5 separate regions of the Sus scrofa genome follow, and all the other regions are linked to region 5. Evidence: chromatin contacts called from public HiChIP or PLAC-seq and promoter capture Hi-C data. All regions are on one chromosome and are shown on one strand. Each heading gives the region's core, a stretch centred on a gene start, on an enhancer-like site or on the middle of the called end of the contact. The rest is flanking DNA. Distances are from core to core; before and after follow the strand shown.

Region 1 (2,700 bases), core at 169-2,668, 390 kb after region 5:
TGTGCTCACAAGCACTTCATGCAGCACCATCCTGGCCCAGTCTCCGCACCTCCCAGCCCAACTCCCCGGCCTCTACATCCTCTTCCTAAACGGCCAGGGCCAAGATCCCAAGTGGGCACAGGATGCAAAGTTGAAGATGTGGACACCTCACTTCCAGGTCCGGGGCCCCGCGAGCCCCGGGCGGGCGGGCGGGGCGGGGGGGCACTGAGGAGGGGAGGGGGAATTCTCCCTCATCAGGAAAAACCAAAGGGTTTTGGCAGAGCCTCGGCCGCCGCCTCGGCCGGACAGAACCGCTGGGGCCCACACACCTCGTATGATGCTCACAGAGGAGCAATGGAAGCACAGAAGGAATGGGGGATAGGCGTGCCTGTGTGTGTGTGTGTGCGCGCGCGCGCGCGCGCGCACGCGCGCGTGCGTTTTTAAGATCCGGGTGTAATTCCGCAAAGAAGGTCCAGGAGATGGGGCATCGCTAGTGTGGACAGAGGCTTTGTGTCCAAACAGCGCAGGAAATAAAATGCAGGGCGGGGGGCAGGGACGGCGACGGGGATTCTCTCGGGCGGGGACAACTCAAGGAGTTGTGCCTGCTCCTTGGAAGGGTAACAGGATTCCTCACCCAAACGGGACGCCCGGGTGGAGGAAGCTCCAGATCCCAGATCCTGCGAGAGGGGAGGGCCCGTGCGCCCGGGCCCGGACTGGTGCGAGGCCGAGACCCCTCCGGAGATGCTCCAAAGCGAGGACCGCGATCGAGCCCCGAGGTCGCGTCCCCGAAACAGCCCGTCCTAGCTCAGCTCTCCCGACCCTAAGGACGCCCCTGCTGGCCGCCTACCGGCCCCACCCGGAACGCTGACCCCAAAGCGCAGAGCCCAGGGACTCCCCGGGAGGAGCGCGGAGCTGCGGTGTGAGCGGCGGCCAGCTGGTTACGCCCCCCCCCGCCCCCTCGCGCCCCACCACCTCCCCCGCCAGCCCGAGCTCGGGTGCAGGGAAGCGGCCGCGCGTCCACACTCCCGCGCGCTGCGGCGGTCCCTCCCCCAGGCACTCACAAAATTGTCCCCGCAGCCGTTATCCGGACACAGCACGTAGAAGGAGACGCCGGGGTCTGCGTAGAAATCCATCCTGCGCTCGGTCTCTTCGGTGGCGATGAGCTCGAAGGGCGTGTTGGAGCACCATTTCTCCGCAACGTCAGCCAGCTGCTGGAAATCCATCCTGGCCCGCCGCGCCCGCCGCTCCCTCAGCCTCCTCGCGCGCCACCCGCCTCCCGCTCCCTCCGCCGCCCGCCCTCCTCTTCTCGGGCGCCCTCCTCCCGGGCGGGCAGCGCGCGGCTCCTCGGGCTGTGGGGCAGGCGGCGGGGCCGGGCGGCGCGGGTTCCCTCCGCTCCCGGGGCTCCTCCCGGCGGGGACTGTTTACATGCTGTGTGTAACTGGGTGGGCGGCGACCAGGGACGGCTCGGCGCCGCGCCCGACGACTCCTCGCTCCACCTCCCCGCCCGCCCCCTTTTAGGGCCGCCCCCGAGGCTGGCGCGGCCAGGCCCGGAAAGGTGGACTGCGGGCACGGCGGGGCGGGACGGGGCGGGGCGGGACCCGGCGCGGCGGGAGGGGCCCCGCGCTCCGCGGGCTCCCCCGGTCCCAACCCTCCTTTTTAAAAGGGAACCCGGAGCATCCCCAGGCCCTCGCGAACCCGGGGCCGCCCCGGCCCGTGACGTCATGGGCCCCAGCCAATCACCGGAGCCTGAGACCCGCGCCGCGGCCTGCGAGCCCGGTGACGTCACAGCGCGGCCCCGAAATCCCCAGCTCCCAGGTAACAGTGAAGCAGAGTTATCTGGATCGTGTTTCTCTGGACATACAAGGCCGGGAAAGGTTTTCCCTGATGCGACTTAAATGCAGGGGAAGCTCAAAAAACTGCAGACAACTTATACCCTCAGACTAGCAATGAAGGAACTGAGAAAACCTAAGGAAAATGGAGCTTCTCTTTTTCAGAAATCACAGCTCTGTCCTCTGATTGATGTAAATAAATGTTTCCCATAAATATGTTTACTAGACACCGAAATGAATGTCCATTTGGAAAGGAAGATGAAAGTTTTTGGATTGGGGATGGGGGGGTGTTAACATAAAGCTGAATATTTCTTAGAAATAAGCTTTCTAAGACTAGCTTGAATATTAGTCACCTTCAATTCATCCTGTATAACCTAAAATCATCAACTGCTAGTTTGGGAAGGAAAAAAGTACATTTCACAAAAGTACAGAAGTATATGGCCCAAGGATTGCACCTGTTGAACGCTCATTGGCTGCCAGGAACCACCAGACAGGCACTGCTGGATTGCAGAAAATGCACTGGACAGAGTCCTGGCCCACAGGAATTGCATGACTACTAGCAGAGACAGGCTAAATAGTATTCATTCTATAAACATTCAATCAGACTTCATCTTTAAAGTGTGTCTTCTGAACCAGGCGCCATGCTAGCCCTAAGATATAAATATGACTAATATGTAGTTCCACCCTCCAAGAGCTGGCAGGCTTGCTAAGGGAAGCTCATGACACCCATCCTTAGAACAGATGTGATTCTGGAAGCTTGTTTCTCTTGCAAATAACTGGGATAGGAGTTCTTTTTTCCTTGAATTCTCTTCATAAAATCAAAGCTGCATTCCCATAGTGAAAGTAGAAAATCCACTTAATCTTTTGGTAGAGGAAGAGGTCAGGACAGTGA
Region 2 (2,700 bases), core at 5-2,504, 350 kb after region 5:
GGGCCCCTGTGATATTGAGCAAAAAGGACCAGGGGTCTCACTAAAAGGACGACCAACCCCATGACACTGTTCACAGCAGAGCGGCTAAGGGGCTCTGAAGTCACACTGCCTTGGCTTGAATCCCAGCTCCACATTTACCAGCTGTGAGATCTTAAGAAAGTCACTTAATGTCTCTGGACCTCAGTTTCCTCATCTGTAAAAGGGGGATAAGAGTCATAACACCTACCTTATGTTGGGAGGATTGCAGGAGTCGTAGGGGCTTGGAACAGTGCCTGGTGCTTAGGGCTTTATAAACGTGTGTTAAGACAAACCAGTGCATGGAACAGCACATGCAGCTGGGACACAGTCACTCAGCACTGTGTGCTTCACGGCAAAAGGACTGAAACCTCATCGGGCTGTTTCACTGCGGAGCAGAGTAAACTTGGACCTTGCCCACACTCAACAGAATCAAAAACCGTCATTCTGAAACCTAGTGGTAGTAGTGAGACTGCTGTCAAGCCACTGTTAAAATGTTTATGGGGGAGTCAGGGCTTCTGTTACGCTTGTGACATGCTTGTTGTCCTTTTCACCACATCCTGTCTCCGCTGAGTGGGTTTCAGGCTCAGCCAAATCACCCAGCAGAGGACAAATGTCCATCCCACGACTATGGTGAGGGTTGGGCCTAACTCAGTAGACAGAAGCAATAAAAAACCTGAACAGTAGGGGCAGTGGGGAGAGAGGAGGAGGAAAGACCCTCCTGATCCTTCGTGGGCTAAAAAGGAAACCCTGGTGAAATTCTGGGAGCCAATGGGAACTCCCAAGTCTGCCTCTGGTTTGGGCTCTGGCCTCCAGTGGCCTGGGACGCCAATGGCTATCACTACATGTTCCTACTGCACCTTGTGTCCTGGAGCCCCCAGGAGTGCCTACCAATTTTCAGGGGCTCCCAAATACCTCCCTTCTGGCCAGATGTCCTACAGATGCTCAAACCCCCCCTCCACCCCCAATCTGTGCAGGCCACAGGGAGCCTGATTTGAGTTGTAAGCAGACACCTGTGGTCCCTGCCCTGTCCCCCAGCACCCCCAAGTTGGTTGGAAGTTGCAGGGCTTGTCAAAGGCTGCTGGCCGATAATCAGAAAGGCCCCGGCCACCTCAGAACACAGAGCAGCCTTTCACCTTGCTCAAAGCAAGATGAAATGTGCCATCCATCTCCTCTTTGGCATCCCCCAGCCCTTCCCAGAGTGAGCCAAAGGCCACGCTTCACTGATCGGTCAGTAAGTCGTGTTTATTGAGCTGACACTGTGTACACACGGGGGTGTGGAAGCTGCAGAGAAAGATGGATGCGAAGGAAAGAAAACCCACTGGGGTCTAATGCCAGGGTTTATGCGTAAAGAAAGGACCCTCCCTTTTCCTCTCCTCTGCACAGCCGGGCTGTTCGCTCCTTCCATGCCACTCGGAGGGGTCGGCGAGCCCCCCTCTCCCAAAGGCTCCACCAGGAAGCGGGTGAGAGCCCGCCCAGCACGCGCTCATAGAGCAAACCGGTTCTTTATGCGGTGCTGACCTCTAGAGGCTTCCAATTAAAAAACATCCCTAAGGACAAACTTCGTTTTTACGTCCTGCGTTGTGGCCATGTTTTTCTGGAAACAAGGAGAATGTTGCCTAAGAGGAAAGGCCTACCTTAGTCTCGGGCTGCCTATTTAGGGCTTGCTCTGAGTTTTAGAAATTTCATTGTTTTCTGCTCCAAACGAGGGGGAAAGGGAGGTCAGGGAAGGATTTCAAAGTTCGCATTTGCTCACAGTGGAACTAAGAGGAAAGGCAGAGGGCCAGCTATTTCAGCATGTGTTTCTTGAAGGCCAGGCTGGCAGAGAGGAATGTTTGCTCCTGACCCTGATTCAGCAGGAGGGCACTGGGAACTCCCTGCCTGCCCCTCCCGCACACATACACGCAGCCCTGCTGGCTCCGGCCCTGGTGCAGGGTCCACACACTGGCTAGTGGGTTCTGCTTTGCTGACTTTATTTCCATGCATTCGTGTCCACGATGAAACCGGGACAATGGGGTGTCCCACCTGGCCTTACTTCACTATGGAAATGAGACTCATTTCCACAAGAAATGAAAGTGTTACCTTCCTAAGCAAGCAAAGCATCCCAAATACTCGTTTTGTTGTAGGTTTTTGTGTTTATTATTTATTGTTTGTTTTTAGGGTCGCACCCACAGCATATGGAGGTTCCCAGGCTAGGGGTCAAATCGGAGCAGCAGCTGCCAGCCTACACCACAGCCACAGCAACGCCAGATCCGAGCCACATCTGCAACCTATACCAGAGCTCATGGCAACACTGGATCCTTAACCTACTGAGCAAGACCAGAGACTGAACCCGCAACCTCACAGTTCCTAGTCGGATTCGTTTCCGCTGCGCCATGACGGGAACTCCTGTTTTTGTTTTTGTTTTTTTTTTAATCTTGTATCTTGTATTTTTTATTACAAAAAGAAGGGATGTGTAGGAAGGGAGGAGAAAAGTATCCAGGGATGTTATCATGGGGGCTAATATGCATCCACTGTTTCGACTGGGGTCTTTATTTCAACTTTTGCTTTGCGCGCGCGTGCGCGCGCGTGTGTGTGTGTGTGTGTGTGTGTGTGTGTGTGTGTGTGTGTGTCTTTTTAGGGCTGCATCTGTGGCATATGGAAGTGGACTGCAGCTGCCAGCCTACGCCACAGCCACAGCAATGC
Region 3 (2,700 bases), core at 144-2,643, 490 kb after region 5:
CTACAACCTTAAAAAACTGTCCTAGCTTCCCTAGGATGAGAAAATTATATCTCCACCTCCCTAAGAGATACTGGGAATATTTCTCATTTCAAATATACTGCTATTAAAATCTTAAGTGCCTACCTCCTCTTCCATAATAAAAAGTTTAATTTCAAAAAAGTGCCTCGCACAGTTTCCAGCACACAGAAGGCTTTTATTTATACACTCATTTATGAAAATGCTCCTTCTGAATCATAGTCACAGCTGAAGAATAGTTATGACCTTCTCAAGATCGGAAGAAAGTACTTCCACAAACTGGAAAGGGGGCGGGGTACTATTTTTAAGCCACTCTGCTCAGCAGGGCAGAAAAGACTTGCTAATATTTGCATTCTTTCTATGGTGCTTTCTGAGTCTGTAAAACAAAACAAAACAAAAACATCATCAGTGAGAAAACCCCAAACCTGGAGCTTTGAAGCTGCTGAGACACAACTCTGATACCTTGTTCTGCACGCAGACGCAGATACGCAGATGACTCTCCAGGTGACAAGGGAAACTTGGCACTGGGGACTCGGTTTGAAAAAGAACCTTTCCCTCTGGAATGCCGGGTTACTGCCGGCACTCATGGGAAACCTTCATGGGAAACCTTCCGAGACCAGCTCCTCCGCCAGAATTCCAGAGACTCCTAGAGGACCCCACTGCGGGAATCAGCGCCTCCCTCCCGCTGACAGTGAGGGCGTCGTGCCTTTCAAGTCACCCCAAATCTCAGGACTTCGCAGCGTTCACTGCGAAGGGCCGTTAGCGCTGTCACCCAGCCCCAACGCGGGGCTCTGTCTGTAAGCACGGGAGACAAAACTGCTGCGGGAAATGCTGGGGACCGGGACCCCGACCCAGGAGGCGCGTCGCGACACCGCCCTCCTCCGGCTCAGACAAAGGATCTGGCGCGCCCCCCACTCACCGCTCAGATAGTTGGTCCACTTGTACAGCACCCCCTCCATGGCGCCCGCGGCCCCCTCAGCCCTCGCCCGCCGGCCCCCTCACTGCCTCAGGCCCCAGGAGGCGAGGAGCACCGGCAGCAGGGCCATCGCTCGGCGTTGCCGAGCCGGCCACTCCCGGCGTCCGGGCCCGGTGCGGGGACGCCCCGCGGGCCTCACATCCTGGGCCCGGGGGCGGGGTCACTGCGGCGGCCTGGACACGTGAAGGCGCGGCCGACCCGTGGCCCCGCACCGCGGGGCCGGCGCGCTGTCCACAAGGAGGCCAAAGCACTGGGTGAGGCCGAGGGGCGGCTGCGGCCACCACAGGGCCGCAAGCGGGGCGGCGGGTCGCGGGCGGCGCCACCGCGCGCCACCTGAAGCCTCTACCCACCCGGCCCGGAGCCCGCTCGCGCATGCCCCGTGCATCGCCTGCGCGCACGTTCCCAAAATCCACTCCGGGCTTTAGCGGCAACCGCGGCGGCCGCGCTGACGTAGCCGCAGAGGCCGGCGGGGAAAAGGAGTCCCGCAGGCTAGGGACTATGGAAAGGGTGAGAACAGAGGAGGGAGGCCACTGGGGCAAGTCCCAAGTTAATGTGCTGTAGATGGATCCTACCTACCTCTTAACGTTTGGGATCACCGGGACCCCTTAGGCTGCTCCCTGGATTCTAGTCCTCAAGGTCTAATTCTTTTTTTCAAAGCTAATTGATCTCACACACTTCAAGGCTATTGAGGTGCCCATTAGGGCAGAAGGAGGTGAATGAATGTTGTGTGTGGCAGTGTTAGCAGACGTTTTCTAAACTCTAAGGCCCCGCTACAGAAAGTGTGGTCCACCGACTGCAGCATTGACCTCACCTAGGAGATTGCCGGAATTGCAGGATATCGCTCCAAGCCCAGAAACTGCTGAATTGAACTCTTGAATGGGTCCAGGAACTCCCAGGGGATTCCTATGCGTATTAAAGTGTGAGAAAGCACTGTGCTAAGGATATTTGACTAGGGAAAATGTTAACTGTAGACTCAGTGGAAAAGCAGGTTATGAAACAGTGTACAATAGGATCCTAATTGTTTTAGGCATGTGTCACAAAAGCATACAACAAGGTGTTCAGAGGATTATATCTGGATGGTGGTATCATAGGAAATCTTTTTTCTTTCTTTTTCTTTAGTGAAAGTCTGCCAGATTTAGCAAATAAAAACAAAGAACAATCAACTCGTTTATCTGGAATTCAAATTTAATGTGGCTCCTGTTTTTTAACTGGGAATTCTAGTGCTTTCCAGTTTCTTCCAACTCGACTACAATGTACACGTATTGCTTTTGAAATTATGAGAACAATGTAAAACTAAAAATTTTAAACTAAGTTGAGCTTGTGTAACTCGTAAATGTGATTACTATTTCTTTAAGGCCGAGATCTGCACTCTCTCTCGAGTTTTGTTTTTCTTTTTAGAGCCGCACCTGCAGCATATGGAAGCTCCCTGGCCACAGCCACAGAAACGCCAGATCCCAGCTGCATCTGCAACCCATGTCACAGCTTGTGGCAGTGCTGGATCCTTAACCTACTGAGCGTGGCCAGGGACCCAACCCGCATCCTCTCAGATATAATGTCGAGTTAGCTGAGCAACAACGGGAACTATGGTCTGCACTTATTCTTGATAGAGGCTATTATTGACTCTCTACACTAAGGTCATTTAGATGATAAATTATTAGCAGCCGTAACATAATGCAGTGATGCACAATACATCACAATACCTGGTTTGA
Region 4 (2,700 bases), core at 86-2,585, 260 kb after region 5:
GACGAGAACTCCATATATGATATCACTTATATCTGGATTCTAATATATGGCACAAATGAATCTTTGCACGGAAAAGAAGATCATGGACTTGGAGAATAGACTTGTGGTTGCCAGGAGGGATGGGGAGGGAGTGGGATGGACTGGGAACTTGGGGTTAATAGATGCAAACTCTTGCCTTTGGAATGGATAAGCAATGAGATCCTGCTGTATAGCACTGGGAACTATATCTAGTCACTTATGATGGAGCATGGTAATGTGACAAAAAAGAATGTATACGTGTGTGTGACTGGGTCACCTTGCTGTACAGTAGAAAATTGACAGAACACTGTAAACCAGCTATAATGGAAAACATTAAAAAAGAGAGAGAGAGAGAAAGAGAAGTGTCCAGACTAAGTAAATCCATAGAAACAGAAAGCAACTTAGTGTTTTCCAAAAGCAACCCAGTAGGAGGGGAAAGCAGAGCAATTGCTAATGAATAGAGGGTTTGGGGGGATGAAATGTTCCAGAACTATGTAGTGGTGATGGTTACACGACCCTGGGAATATACTCCAAACCACTTTTAAGGATATCTTAAAAGGGCAAATTTTATGTTTGTGAATCATATCTCGATTTTTAAGAAGACTTCATTAATATCTTCAGGCTCTTGACCTCACAATTTCCTTCCAGTTTACCTTAACTCTGGGTCTCACCGCCTTCCCTGTACAGATGGGCTATCTGTGCCTTTGCAGATAGTGTTTTTTCTGTCTGAAATAACCTCCCTTTCTCCACCTTGTTTGCAGAGCTAACTCCTACCATCCTTCTAAATCGCAGCCACCACTTCCTTCGGAAAGCCTTCCTGAACTCTCCAGAATTCATCACTTCCTCCTCTGTGGCATCTCCATCCCTCGTACACACTTTCAGTATTTATCACACAGCTTTCATTTCTTTGTCTCTGTCTCCCCCACTACAATGAGCTCTCCGGGTGTACAAATTGTGTCTTAAAGAGTGTTGCCTCCTCAGAGCCTAGAACCATTAGTTGCAATTCTACATTCTATGTCTGTTGAATTGTAGCTGAAGTTACAACTCTTTATTTCCTGAGTTTCCCCCAAGGACTTCAAAAGAACTAAAATATCTTAGAACCAAATCTCACTTTTCTGCCACACAAACATGATCTTGCTAAGGGACTCTTCTTCCTGGCAGGGCTGGCTCTTGTCCTGTGCCAGCAGGCATAGACCTCACGGGTGAAGCTTCTTCAGTAAGGGCAGTGACCAAAGAAAAATTAATTGCTGCCTTCCCTTTGTGCTTATGTGATCCATTAGAAGGTACGTTCAGAAAGAACACGTGACACTAGATGACTCTGCAGAGATGCTGCTACCACTTCTTCTATTGTCCAACTACCCACATCAGGACAGTTTGTGTACTGCACAGAAAAGATTAATTCTTGTCAAAATAAATGAGGGAAGAGAATGTGCTAACAGGGCTGCATCCAAGATATGACCTTGTTTGTCTGAGACTTCCTCACAGAGATGAAAATAGGGCAAATCTTAAAGCAATGCCTCACTAGGAAGTAGCAGGCCTCCTGAGACTGTACAGGGAAAGACAAGTGTCACAGACCCTTTATGTCTGCTGAGCCCACGCCGTTCCCCCCAGCCATTTTGACCATTAAAGTACCTAGAATGCTTTGAACTTCTCAGCAAACATACAGCTTACACAGCCTTGGAAATATACCTAAAAGTGGATATTGAGGATAGAGAGAACAGATTTCAGGGTTTTTTTTTTTTAGTTTGGTTGTTTGGTTTTTTTCTTTTCTTTTTTAGGAACGCACCCATGGCATATGGAAGTTCCCAGGCTAGGGGTCGAATCAGAGCTACAACTGCTAGCCTATACCACAGCCACAGCAATGCAGGATCCAAGCCAAATCTGTAACCTATGCTGCAGCTCACGGCAACTCTGGATCCTTAACCCACGGAGTGAGGCTGGGGATCGAACCTGCATCCTCATGGTTCCTAGTTGGGTTCATTAACCACTGAGCCACAAAGGGAACTCCACAGGTTTCAGTTTTGAATGGGGGAAAGTCACAGACTCTATGGAAGGTTAGTAAAAGAACCTCTGATGAATAGATTTGTATGAGGTGGTAGTAGAGTGTGTGCGTGTGTGTGTGCGTGTGAACTTACACATGTGAGGAATCTTATTTCTTTTGTAAATTAAGTTTTTCAGTGCTTTTTGGTCTTTAGCGTTTTTTAAATAAGCATAAAGGGATAAATCAAATCACCTAAAAAACTACCACTCAGATGCAACTACTGTTAACATCTCAACACATTTATTTCTAGTCTTCCTTCCATTAATTTTTCTTTCTATAATTGAAACCTTAAATGTCTCTGGATAGCTGGATTTGTTGCCCTTTTTGCTTCTTTTTTCCACTTTTGCTTGCAAGGATAGAAGATTTGCTAAGGTTACCTTAAGTAGTTTCCATTAGATAATGGAAGTTTATTCAGGTCTGCCATCATGAGACCCCAGAAAAGAACAGACGGTCCCGTGGTGTCTAGAAGGTCCCTCTGAAACTTTGGGTCACTCAGGGCCCCGAAGCCACAGCTTTAGCAACCAGGTTACTCAGTCCCCTTTCATTTATTAACCCTATATGCTTGCGACAGACCTTGTTTTCCAAAAGTGGCTGCAAAAATATCTCCAGTTCTACGTCCTCCGCTAGAACCCTGCCATTCC
Region 5 (2,700 bases), core at 194-2,693:
TCTCCTAAAGGACCTCATTTTTGTTGTTGTTGTTTGTATATTTAGGGCCGCACTTGGGGCATATGGAGGAGCAATCGGAGCTGTAGCTGCCAGCCTTCCCCAGAGCCACAGCAATGCCAGATCCGAGCCGCGTCTGTGACCTACACCACAGCTCACGGCAATGCCAGATACTCAACCCACTGAGCAAGGCCAGGAATGGAACCCACAACCTCATGGTTCCTAGTTGGATTCGTTTCCGCTGTGCCACGACGGGACCTCCATGACCTCATTTTTTAATACCTCCTGACTTTCCTTTACAAGATGTTCCAAGTGTTTCTATTATTTCCCAGCTCTTGACCTGGCATCAGCCATTTCTCCAAGGGCCCTGGGTACCTTTTAGTGGGAAGTAGTATTTAGAGATCAAAGTCTGGGTGCCAAGGATAGTTAATGCTTCTAGGCCCTGAGTTCATATTAATATTTCCATCTCAAAGTTAACAATACAGGCTTTTAATGTCATTGTTATTAATTTCTATATTTTTACACTGGAGCTTTTGCACCTAGTAACATTAACAAAAGTACTCAAAAATATTTATAACAGCCCATATACGATCCCATATGAGACATGGGATCATACTTTATGTTATATAACTTGTGATTATAACATGATCTTTCTTTTAAAAGGAGGAAATGGGGGAGTTCCTATCGTGGCGCAGTGGTTAACGAATCCGACTAGGACCCATGAGCTTGTGGGTTCCATCCCTGGACTTGCTCAGTGGGTTAACCATCCAGCGTTGCCGTGAGCTGTGGTGTAGGTTGCAGAACACCTAGCCTGGGAACTCCATATGCCGCGGGAGGGGCCCTAGAAAAGGCAAAAAAAAAAAAAAAAAAAAAAAAAAAAAAAAATTAAATAAATAATAATAATAATAATGATAAAATAAAATAAAAGGAGGAACCGGGGACTTGAGATGTGTCTGAGGTTACATGTCCAACAAACAGCAGCTCCAGGATTTGAAGCTGGCATGCTGGTTCCATCAAAGAAGGGAGCCCCTGACACTCAGAGGAGATTTTCCAGGAAGCCTGAGGTCCTCAGAAAAAGTATCAGGGAGAGGATAAGGCCTGGGGGTGCAAGAACCAGCGTCTGCGGTGAACACGCCGGTCCTGACTCCTCCAAACCTGGAGGGCGGGATAGAAGCAAACTGCAGAGTGAAGGACCTGCGTTTGCCAGAGCCGGCGTTTAGTTTCACATCTGTCGAAAACCACACTAGGACAGCCGAACACTGAGAAAACCTGGCTGGGACCCGCGCGCCACGCCCCCGCAAACGGAGCTCACAGGACCTGACCCGCCCCCGCGTAGTGCCCGCCCACTTGCCAATCAGAGAGGGAGCCTTGAGCACGGGGGCGGGACAACAGGGGAGGGTATCGGGTGAAGAATCAGCTCCGGCTAGTCTCAGCGCAGAACCTTACAGAATCCCCTCGAGAGCGTAGAGGAGGCGGGCTAGCCAATCAGAGGGATCGGCTCACAGCGTTGCGTATTGGAAGCCAATCAGAAGGGTGCTCTCAGGCGACTTGCCCGACCCCCGCTTCCCGCCTTTCCCTTAACCTCTGGCTGCGGCGAGCCGGCGCGGTCCTTGGACTGGGGTCATCGGCCACCGAGCTGTGCTCGTAGTTCTCTCCACACATTCCCGCTGCCGACCCAGGTCCGTGCAGGCGTCTGGTGGGACATGGCAAACTCCGGCGGCGAGGACCGCGGAGGCCAGGAAGAGGAGAGTTTTCTCTACTTCGCCTATGGCAGCAATCTGCTGATGGAGCGGATTCACCTCCGAAACCCCTCCGCCGAGTTCTATTGTGTGGCCCGTTTGCAGGTCAGTCAGTGCTTCCTGCCCAGCCCCTGCAACGTCCTGTGCCCCTCTGCAGTCGAGGGAGCCAAAATTTGAGCAGATGCTCTCTCAAGGCCTCCTAGGAATGCAGGCCTAGGCCAGGAATGCTGCTCTTCTTGCTAAGAGCACCTTGCTCCCTGCACAACCCAGGCCGGCCCCCCCTCGCCTTCGGCCCTATGGCCCTATGCTTGACCCTGCTGAGCTCTGCTACTCTGCACCTGCGCCTCCTAGCCTGCCCTGAGCTCCTGCTCCTGTTATTCCCACTAGTTGCTAGTTCTCCCCAGATCCCGCCTCCTCTCTCTTGGCCACTGACCTGGCATCATCACCAAATCCATTTGGTTGGTCCTTCTAAGAAGCCTTCTCTGACTCAGGTCAGGGAATCTCTTGTTTTCTGTTCTTTACCTGCCTTTGCTCCAGGACTTGTCACCTGGTTTTGTAAAAATCCACTTGCCTGCTCCCGGTCTGAGAAGTTCTGAAAGCTGGAGCAGCGTCTTATTCGTAGTAAGGGCTGTGCTCAGTTAAGTCACGTGGTTGGGTGAGCCTTGGTAAGAATCAGTGCTATCAGCACAGTCCATCCATTCACTTAGTGTTTATTCTCCCAGCACTTACCTGGAGATAGGAAGGTGATTAAGTAAAGTTGGCTGCTTTCAGGACCTTCCAGTCTATAGGAGAGACATGCAAACAAATTGCCTACAAAGCCTTTTGACATTGTCGAGTGGGATAAATATGGCCTCTGCTATGGTTGTCAGGGTTCTTAGCTGGAAGGAACAGAGTGGCTGATTTAAGCAGAAAAAGCATATGTTGTAAGGCCGTTGTACAGCTCACAGAATGACCAGGAAGATAG

What was found. Promoter capture Hi-C pulls out the DNA fragments that hold promoters and counts their contacts. HiChIP or PLAC-seq counts read pairs in DNA pulled down with a chosen protein or histone mark.
Region 1: a contact with region 5 is called in a promoter capture Hi-C map of fetal liver, with 3 times the contacts expected there. The contact joins the promoter of MTURN here to the promoter of GGCT in region 5. A contact is called at or near these places in 2 of 5 promoter capture datasets (fetal liver and liver) and 1 of 2 datasets of contacts at active chromatin or transcription factors (skeletal muscle).
Region 2: a promoter capture Hi-C map of fetal liver shows a contact between it and region 5, with 3 times the contacts expected there. The contact joins the enhancer-like site here to the promoter of GGCT in region 5. A contact is called at or near these places in 3 of 5 promoter capture datasets (fetal liver and liver), 5 of 47 Hi-C or Micro-C datasets (alveolar macrophages, embryonic fibroblasts, fetal heart ventricle and 2 more) and 1 of 2 datasets of contacts at active chromatin or transcription factors (skeletal muscle).
Region 3: a contact with region 5 is called in a promoter capture Hi-C map of liver, with 4 times the contacts expected there. The contact joins the promoter of PLEKHA8 here to the promoter of GGCT in region 5. A contact is called at or near these places in 1 of 5 promoter capture datasets (liver), 8 of 47 Hi-C or Micro-C datasets (alveolar macrophages, embryonic fibroblasts, heart right ventricle and 4 more) and 2 of 2 datasets of contacts at active chromatin or transcription factors (alveolar macrophages and skeletal muscle).
Region 4: an H3K27ac HiChIP or PLAC-seq map of alveolar macrophages shows a contact between it and region 5. The contact joins the enhancer-like site here to the promoter of GGCT in region 5. A contact is called at or near these places in 1 of 5 promoter capture datasets (liver), 4 of 47 Hi-C or Micro-C datasets (embryonic fibroblasts, fetal heart ventricle, omental adipose tissue and 1 more) and 2 of 2 datasets of contacts at active chromatin or transcription factors (alveolar macrophages and skeletal muscle).

Annotation. Positions count from the first base shown.
Region 1 is chr18:42,800,681-42,803,380 of Sscrofa11.1, forward strand. It overlaps MTURN (maturin, neural progenitor differentiation regulator homolog), which reads right to left and starts at 1,419. Exons shown (of 3, transcript NM_001244785.1): 1 at 1,041-1,419. The coding sequence starts at 1,202.
Region 2 is chr18:42,763,142-42,765,841 of Sscrofa11.1, forward strand. No RefSeq gene overlaps it. Among named protein-coding and RNA genes, the nearest start is that of MTURN, 38 kb to the right of the region's middle. Within about 2 kb of position 1,255, at least 23 of the 83 cell types and tissues checked have an H3K27ac peak or open chromatin away from gene starts, as enhancers often do. A contact at or near this core is called in fetal liver and liver, where this site is marked.
Region 3 is chr18:42,899,810-42,902,509 of Sscrofa11.1, forward strand. It overlaps PLEKHA8 (pleckstrin homology domain-containing family A member 8), which reads right to left and starts at 1,394. Exons shown (of 14, transcript XM_005673281.2): 1 at 935-1,394. The coding sequence starts at 974.
Region 4 is chr18:42,672,101-42,674,800 of Sscrofa11.1, forward strand. No RefSeq gene overlaps it. Among named protein-coding and RNA genes, the nearest start is that of ZNRF2, 22 kb to the left of the region's middle. Within about 2 kb of position 1,336, at least 8 of the 83 cell types and tissues checked have an H3K27ac peak or open chromatin away from gene starts, as enhancers often do. A contact at or near this core is called in alveolar macrophages, where this site is marked.
Region 5 is chr18:42,409,291-42,411,990 of Sscrofa11.1, forward strand. It overlaps GGCT (gamma-glutamylcyclotransferase), which reads left to right and starts at 1,444. Exons shown (of 3, transcript XM_003361377.3): 1 at 1,444-1,841. The coding sequence starts at 1,701.